3 separate regions of the Hordeum vulgare genome follow, and regions 1 and 2 are each linked to region 3. A link is a contact called in public Hi-C data. All regions are on one chromosome and are shown on one strand. Each heading gives the region's core, a stretch centred on a gene start, on an enhancer-like site or on the middle of the called end of the contact. The rest is flanking DNA. Distances are from core to core; before and after follow the strand shown. Region 1 holds the start of LOC123411254 (chaperone protein dnaJ 11, chloroplastic-like). Region 2 holds the start of LOC123407290 (serine/threonine-protein phosphatase 4 regulatory subunit 2). Region 3 holds the start of LOC123412041 (enhancer of mRNA-decapping protein 4-like).

Evidence for each region. A called contact is a pair of places that touch in the nucleus more often than the background predicts.
Region 1: a contact with region 3 is called in a Hi-C map of leaf, with 5 times the contacts expected there. The contact joins the promoter of LOC123411254 here to the promoter of LOC123412041 in region 3. A contact is called at or near these places in 2 of 6 Hi-C or Micro-C datasets (leaf and seedling).
Region 2: a Hi-C map of leaf shows a contact between it and region 3, with 7 times the contacts expected there. The contact joins the promoter of LOC123407290 here to the promoter of LOC123412041 in region 3. A contact is called at or near these places in 3 of 6 Hi-C or Micro-C datasets (leaf and seedling) and 1 of 1 datasets of contacts at active chromatin or transcription factors (embryo).

The regions. Positions count from the first base shown.
Region 1 is chr7H:136,728,873-136,731,620 of MorexV3_pseudomolecules_assembly, reverse strand. LOC123411254 (chaperone protein dnaJ 11, chloroplastic-like) reads left to right here and starts at 1,422. Exons shown (of 1, transcript XM_045104188.1): 1 at 1,422-2,315. The coding sequence starts at 1,713. The coding sequence ends at 2,048.
Region 2 is chr7H:136,334,780-136,337,479 of MorexV3_pseudomolecules_assembly, reverse strand. LOC123407290 (serine/threonine-protein phosphatase 4 regulatory subunit 2) reads right to left here and starts at 1,310. Exons shown (of 8, transcript XM_045100396.1): 1 at 1,162-1,310; 2 at 123-670. The coding sequence starts at 652.
Region 3 is chr7H:136,476,816-136,479,515 of MorexV3_pseudomolecules_assembly, reverse strand. It overlaps LOC123412041 (enhancer of mRNA-decapping protein 4-like), which reads right to left and starts at 1,353. Exons shown (of 14, transcript XM_045104999.1): 1 at 465-1,353. The coding sequence starts at 1,202.

The sequences.
Region 1 (2,748 bases), core at 173-2,672, 250 kb before region 3:
TTGTTATTCAACCCGCGCTCCATCATTTATCTGCAACGCAAAAGAAAAAAACAATTCGCTGCAAAAATTATATCCGTACGCATTGCCTCCTCCTGTCGATCCTGGGCCACCCTGGCCTGTGCCCAGTCCGCCGCCACACCACTCGCCGCCGCGGCCGACCTCAACCGCCACCCCTGTCGATCTCAACCCACCCGCCTCCGCGACCGTACCTCTCCCCGCTCACTGCCCCCGTTGCGGCGCTCGAGAGTATCGCGTCGACCCTGGTCCACCCTGTCCTGTGCCCAGGCCGCTGCCACACCACTCGCCGCCGTGGCCGACCTCAACCACCACTGTTGTCGATCTCAACCCACCCGCCTCCACGGCCGTACCTCTGCCCGCTTGCTGCCCCCGTTTCGGCGCTCGAGCACAGCTTCTGGATCAAATCAACGCGGCAACTACAGTGACTTGGGATGATGCGTCTGCTCGATGCAGAACGGCGGCAACGCGACGGAGCGAAGTACTTGCAGGTGGAGGCGGTCCTCTATGGCTCACACGGGGAACTCCGAGGTTATGGCGCGGCAACGGCGACTCCTTATGGCCAGATAGAGGCGCCTAACCCTTGCTCCCCTCATCGTATCCCCTCCTCCGGCAGGAACTCATCATTTGGTGAGATCCCCTCCCCATGCCTCCAACCATGTGCCAAGCACCGGCAAGAAATTTTGTTTTGTGGGGATTTGTTTGCTGATGAATGAATGTATTGAATGTAAGATTGTATTGTTGTAGAGACAGAGAATGGAACACCACCTTCAGTTTGTCATCTGATCCCACATTCTCTACCCCATGAGTGAAATAAAATAACAGTACATTGATCAATTCACGTAGCCTCTATGTTTTGCTTTACTTGTCCCGCTCAATTTCTCAGCATGGTGGAATTAACAATGGACGGGTTGATTTCTCAACAAAATAGGATAGGACTGACTACATTAGTTAGTTAGCTTATTATTTTAATAAATCAAAATGATTATAAAAAGATTAAAAGCGTGTTGTATTTTTTTCTCCCGTTGCAACGCATGGGCCCTTTTGCTAGTATAAACTTAAGTAAAAATTAACTAAATTCAATAGTATTACCTTTCTATCAAAATATAACACGAAATATAAGACCTTTTTGCTGTTCAATTTGAACTGCAAAACTTCTTATATTTGATATGGATGGGGTAACTATGAAGAAAGAAATTACACTCTTTTTTTTTTGGATAACAAAGAAATTACACTCTTGAGCGGGAAGCTGACGACTTTACCACATCGTTGCTTGATGTGGATCAGATCAATAAAAGATCGAAATGTCGTGACCTGGCAAGCTAGACTGCTAGAGTGATGATGTCGTTCTAGAAGGCAGATGCAGCGAGGGCCCACACCGACGGCGCCTCAGAACCGGCCGACCCATGGTGCGACACCAACGGAAAACCATTCCCGCCCTCCTTCCTTCTACTCCGACAGTCGACAGTGACGTCCCATCCCCAACCTAAATAGCAAGTGATCGATGTCATGTCCCCACCTCTCCACCACCTTACATCCAAACCTATCTCGAATCGCTGGCATGCAAGAACCCTTCATAATCACAAGCTTCAGCTCCCCGCCCTCGCGCACACCCAGCCGAAGTGTTCAACTCCCAGCCCACTCGACCCCCCAACCCCCAACTCGACCACGACCAAGCCGAAGGTCTACTCTAGCCAATGGCGGGAGCAGCGCCTGTGGCGCCGCCGATGGTATCCGCGGCGAGGCCGGCGGCGGGGTCGCTGTACGAGGCGCTGCGCGTGGGGCGCTCGGCGACACAGGTGGAGATCAGGACCGCGTACCGCTCCATGGCCAAGCGCCTCCACCCCGACGTCGCCTCCTGCGGCCACGGGTACGGAGGGCCCGAGGCGTTCCTGGAGATCCGGAGGGCGTACGAGACGCTGTCTGACCCGGCGGCCAGGGCGCGATACGACAGCTCGCTCGGGGTGTTCCGCGGCGGCGGCGGCGGCGGCGTGATGCGGGTGCGGAGGTGGGAGACGGACCAGTGCTGGTGATCCATCCACCAAGCCATGATGTCCCAACTCCCATGAACGTGGATGAGCTGCAACGGCCTGCGTAGGTGCAGTTTTTTTTAAGTCGTTCTCGGCGCAGTTAGTGCTAGGTTAGTGGAAAGGTTGTGGTGTGGGCCCAGTCATCTGTCCCTCTATGTAGCTGGCCCCACTTGTTAGTCTTTTTTGCGGGGCCATTTTTTGGTTCGGTGGTGTAGCTTTTGTAAACATATATATTCAAGCTTGCTACTCTTCAGCTGTTTTTCGCCTAAATTTTTAGTTTCAGGTGTTTGAGAGTGAGTAAAATGCATTATATCATTGGACTTATCGTATACGCTCACTTTGATCACTCTACTCAAAAATATGATCACTATATACGTGTTGAGGTGGTTATACGGTCGCTAGTAGATCGTATAGCTCCGTATTTCATCTATTTGACCAGTTAAACAATCTCGTTAGCTCACTTTCTCTCTTTGCTTATGTGGGTTCTACTTGTAAGTGGGTGAAAGAAATAAGCATAGCGAAAATAAAATTATGCGCAAGCGGACAATCAAACCCTACTCGTTTAGCTTATGTGTCCTCAGGCTAACCAGCCGCACAGGACGCGCATCGGGTTTAGCTAGTTGATGATGAATAGTGAACTAAGTACCACGGCTAAGCGTGTCATGGATGCGTGGATCCGTCGTGCAGCGATGCAGCTAGTAGC
Region 2 (2,700 bases), core at 61-2,560, 140 kb after region 3:
ATGCATGCACATATAAGTTTCAGTACCTAACAATCATTTAAAGCTTCCGTGAAAAGGAAAATGACAATAATGAAAGCTAGATCTACAGAACCACAGCGGCCACATAAATTTGAATGGATTACCCGTCCTTCCTGTCCTGGGTGGCCGCATCCTCGATAGGATGACCCGCGTCAGCAGCTGCTTCAATCATCACCATGGGTGCTGCCACGCCGTCAGCACGCTGGTCTGCATCTACATCTGCTTCAGTCATCACCATGGGCGCTGCCACGGCGCCAACACGCTGGTCTGCGTCGACAGCCTCCTCTTGAACCACCATAGGCACAGTCGAGCCCTCAACACGCTGGTCTGCGTTGACAGCTGCCTCTGGCACCACCACAGGCACTGCCGAGCCCTCGACATGCTGCTCTGCGTTAACAGCTGCCTCTGGCACCACCATGGGTGCTGTCGAGCCCTCGACATGCTGGTCCGTGTCGACAGCCGCCTCCAGCACCACCATGGGCAATGTCAAGCGCTCGACATGCTGTTCCGCCTCGACAGCCGCCTCTGGCACCACCATGGGCACCGCCGAGCCCTCGACATGCTGACCTGCGTGGTCAGCCACCTCCGGAGCCACCCTGGGCCCCGTCGAGTTCTCCGTTGCCGCACCCTCCATGCCCAACCCTTCCAGTAACTGCAAAATGGCAAAAATTCTTAGACAAGAAATTCAGGTATTCATCACATCGTCCTGGTTCCCTTAAAACACCACAAATCATTCCACATCCTATCTAATCGCAGGCAGTCTCGTTCATCTTCCCCGCCTCTCCCATGGCAGCACTCCTTCCCCATCCCAAACTAACGATTCGTCTCAGCACTAACCGCCACATGCTAGCTCCCCGGCGCCGCGCCACAACCCTAGCTCATGGCCACGACGTCTCCGCGTCCGAATAGCATGCACCACCACCAATCACACCCAAATCACGGAGCGGACGACCGCATCGAGGCAATGGACGGCACCGAACCAGCACCCACGCAGTACCTGCTCGAGCCTCCCCGTGCCCAATCAACAGACGGCGGCAACAAACACGCCCCTGATCCAAACCAGCAGGGGAGGGCTCCGCGAAACCCGAAGGCCGGGAGAGGCGAGAGAGGAGGAGTGTGGGGAAGGGGGGAGGAGGGGCGCACCTAGGACCTTGCTTTCCTGCGGCGGGGGTGGCGGAATGGTGGCCGGTGGGGCGAGCTCCGGGCGGCGGCCTTATGAGCGGCGAGTGGGAGGCCGGCTGCGGGAGGGGCCTGGCTGGCTGGCTGGCTGGCAACCTGGCTAGGGTGGATCAGGACCAGAGAAGTTTGGGTGCGGGCGTACGGCGGCTTCAGGATCGAGTCAGGGGTAAAATGGTCTGTTCAACCCTGGCAGCGGTGGTGGGTCAGGGTAAGTGGTGGGTAGAAAAGGGAAAAACGGACTGGTACGAATATTCAATTCTCAGCCGACGCTCATTGCAAACCAACTTACAGTTAAATGGTAAGTTCAAAAAAAAAAACTTGCAGTTAAATGGTTGAAGAGATTGTGGTATTCTCAATTCATTAGAGTTTAATTCTAGTGTTTATATTTATTTCTGAGTTTATTTTTTAGTTTTCGACGATGCGCATTCGATGAAAGAAAACGTTTATGATTATGGTGACTTCGTAAATTTTAAAGATAATATGTCGGTTCAGTCTTTCGAAAATGCTCATAGAGGTAGGATATACGTTCATAAAGATGATTGTATGCGCGCATATAAACGTTTATATTTGTACTATGTTAAAAGAACAGGCTCATTTGCATCTCATGAACAACAAATTTTACAAAAATACTAGTAAAATTTGAAAAAATAAATTTATTTATATGGAAGATATTTTGAATGTGTGAGGTCCATGTCAAAATTCAAAGCATTTGAACATCAAAGTAGCTCTCAACAAAACAAACCAAATAGGGTTCGAACAATGCACAAACAATAAACTTTTTTACGGACTCAAAATTTGTCATTTTCACTCACAGCTACTCCTACATCCAAATATTTTGAAATTAGGTATGTACATCACACACTCAAGCATTTTTCTCCATTAAAAGGTTGAATTTTTAGTATTTTAATGAAATTTAGCATGTACATCACACGCTAAAGCATCTTTCCACATTAAAATTTTAATTTTTTAGTATTTTAAATGATTTGTTTGTTTATTTTCAGACTCATCTGAGCGTGGGAGCCAAAACACCTCACTTTTTGCAACAATTTGAAGTGCCCTAAGTACCTAAATCCTCAAAATTGATATACTTTCATATAAAATCCTTGTATAAAAGAAGATCAAAATGAACTTCTGTGTACCGATGCAAATGCCTCTACATGATTCATGACACAATAAAGTTATATACTTACGATTAGAAGAGTGCCAAATACATATCCCTTTTTGTGTGTGTTGGGGGGAGGGGGGCTTAAAAGAACACTTATAGATAAACACAAGATATAAAAATAAAACCAATTTGATAAGAGCATCTCCAACAGCCGCGCTTCGGGCCGCGCCTAAAAAACCTGTTTGCCGCGCGCCCATCGTCTGGTTTGGCGCGTCGCGCAGCGCTGGCTCCAGCAGCAGCGCTAAAGTGCAGCGCGCGCGCCGCTCCAGCAGCGGGTAAAAATGCAGCGCGCGCGCACAACATTTTCAATTGCAAAATGGGCAAAATAAAAATATTGC
Region 3 (2,700 bases), core at 104-2,603:
TCTTGGCAACATAACCTTTCAATAAATACTCCACCCATATTTAGTTAATAGTCAAGACCTCAGACTGGAATATGACTGTCATCATATGCAATATATCATCATATGCAATATAAGAGTCAGATTTACTGCCCCCGGTACGAAGTGACCAACACTAGATCGAATTCGAGTCCGTACTTTGAGATTGCATGCTTTGTGTATACAAACCACGCAACACTTCACTTTTTCAGGTGAACTAATATCCATCTAGTTTATACCAATCCATTTCCATGCATCCCATCATTGGAAATGAATTTATGACTAAGGGATAGTCTACACCATAGCATCACACTGTTTCCTCAACACACAAATTAATGCTTATAGGGAGCTCGTGCATAGAGCAACAAATCTGCACTAACATCACAGGGCTCCAACAAGGCACTCAACGGCAAAAAAATATTGGTACTATCAGTCTACAGAAGACGTACCTGTGTGTGCCCACGAAGGAGCGAGCGTAGTGCGGTGTTGATGTTGAGCACGCGGATGTTGCCAAGCTTGAGGCCGTACACGATGTACGTCCGGTTTACAGCGATCTGCCGGCCCAGCACCAACCCAGGGTCCGAGGTGTACTTGGTGATGGGAGTCACTTCCAGCTGCGGTGGCTGCGCCTCCCCTGGCAGCCGCGAATCGACATCGTGCACGGCCCTGTCCCCCGGCCCCAGCAGCCTGCCCCGGGGCATCTTGCTGCTCGTGCTTGTCATCCTCGCCGGCGGCGCGGACGGCATCCCTGGCAGCGGCGCCACCGGGCCGCCAGAGAACTCCGATGACGTGGGCGGCATGGACGCCACGGACTCGAGGTGGGCGGGCGCGGTGTTGCCCAGCAACTGCATGAGCCGAGCTCCCGGGTTGGGGCCGGGGCCGGGGTTAGGGAGAGGGTTTGCGGTGGGGTTAGGGTTCGCGAAGGCGGCGACAGGGAGGTGGGCGGCGTTGGGATCGGTAGGGTAGTGGAGGTACTGGTTGCGGTGGAAGGGCGGGGTGGCGGGCGGGTAGGAGTATGGGCCCGGCGGCCCGGCGGCCATCGGCGCGCCGGGCGGGGCGCCCGGGAAGATGCCGGTGGGGGTCGGGACGGTTGTGGGGTGGTTAGGGTTTGGGGGAGGCTTGAAGAGCCTGCTGAGCTCGAAAGGGGCGCTGGGGTTGGGGTTAGGGTTTCCCGAGGGTGACGCCATGAGAGGCCGCTCGAGCGCGAGGTGGATCGGTTAGGGTTGAGATGGGGAAGGGGATGGAGGAGGAAGACGTAGAAGGAGGGAGGAAGCAGAGGAGGAAGACGGAGAATGCTCCCCTGACAGGATTTTGGGAACAATGGCAGCTGCCTAGTGGCCACCTCTTATGATGATCAGTTTAAGTTGAAGTTTAAACGAACTTACGTTAAGTCGGTTTGTTTTTTGCGAGATAGGTTTAAGTACAGTAGAAGTTTAAACGAGTGTAAGTTCAAATGGATGTAAGTTTCCGAAAAAATAGCAAAGGGGTAGAATGTTTTGTCGAACGTTAATTTGTGGCATAAGAAGGATATGGCTAGGTCTCGATCAATTGAGACTTAATCAAGTCTTAATCAAGTAACATAGTACTTCCTCCATTCCTAAATACTATAAGTTTTTAATGAGGTTTCATTAATGGACTACATACATATGTATATAGACATACTTTAGAGTATAGAATCATTCATTTTGCTTCGTATGTGGACTCCTAGTGAAATATCTTAAAAGATTTATATTTAGAAACGGAGGGAGTAATATTTAAGATAGAACAAAAAAAACTGAAAAAAATAATAGGGTCTCAATCTAAAATCTCATAAACACATTACCGACTAAGACATAAGCAAGTCTCAGTCAATTCAGATTTACCAAAATTGTAAGAAGAATAGTTTAACTTTGCTACAAGTTTAGAGCATCTACAGCCGTTCGCCACCCCTCCCCCCCCCCCCCCCGTCTTGAAATATCGCCTCCTAGAGGCTAATCGGCGATATTTTCGTCGTGGGGAGCTCTGGTTCCCAGCCATCGTCCCCCAGACGCCGATTTCAAAAACAAATTTGGCTTAAATTCAATGAAAATTATTCAATTTTGTACAAAATATAGGCGGTTTCATTCATATTTACACAAATTTAAAAACATACATAAAAAACTAAAGAAATACGAGCCGACCCGGGGCTAGTTCATGCCGAGGAGCTTGTAGAAGTCGTCGTCGTCGCTCGGTGGGTCATCGTCGTCCTTGCTGCCCTGGGTCGCCGCTGCGGATGCACGGGGTCGGCGCAACCGCCTCCTCATCGCTATCGGAGAGGACGATGACGCCGCCATCTTCGCGGCCGCGGTGCCGCTCGGCGATCTCCTCCAAAGCGTGACGCTGGTGCTCCGTCTTCTCCCCCACATAGTCGTCGCGCGACCATTTGAGGTCGGCGTCGAGGTCAACGGCCATGGCCTCGTGCTACTTCTTCACCACGACGGTCGTTGCCGATTCCTTTGGCTTGACCAGGCGAAGGTGGCCGCAAGGAGGGGAAGGTTAGCGGCGGCCCTCGTTTATGACGAGGTTGTCGCCGGGTTGCGTCGACGGAGCGGCCTCTCCTAGCTCGGGCTTGACGGCGACGGACGGCTGATACGTCCAAAACGTATCTAGAATTTCTGCTCGTTACATGATCTTTTGGGTGACATTGTTATATGTTTTGCTACACTT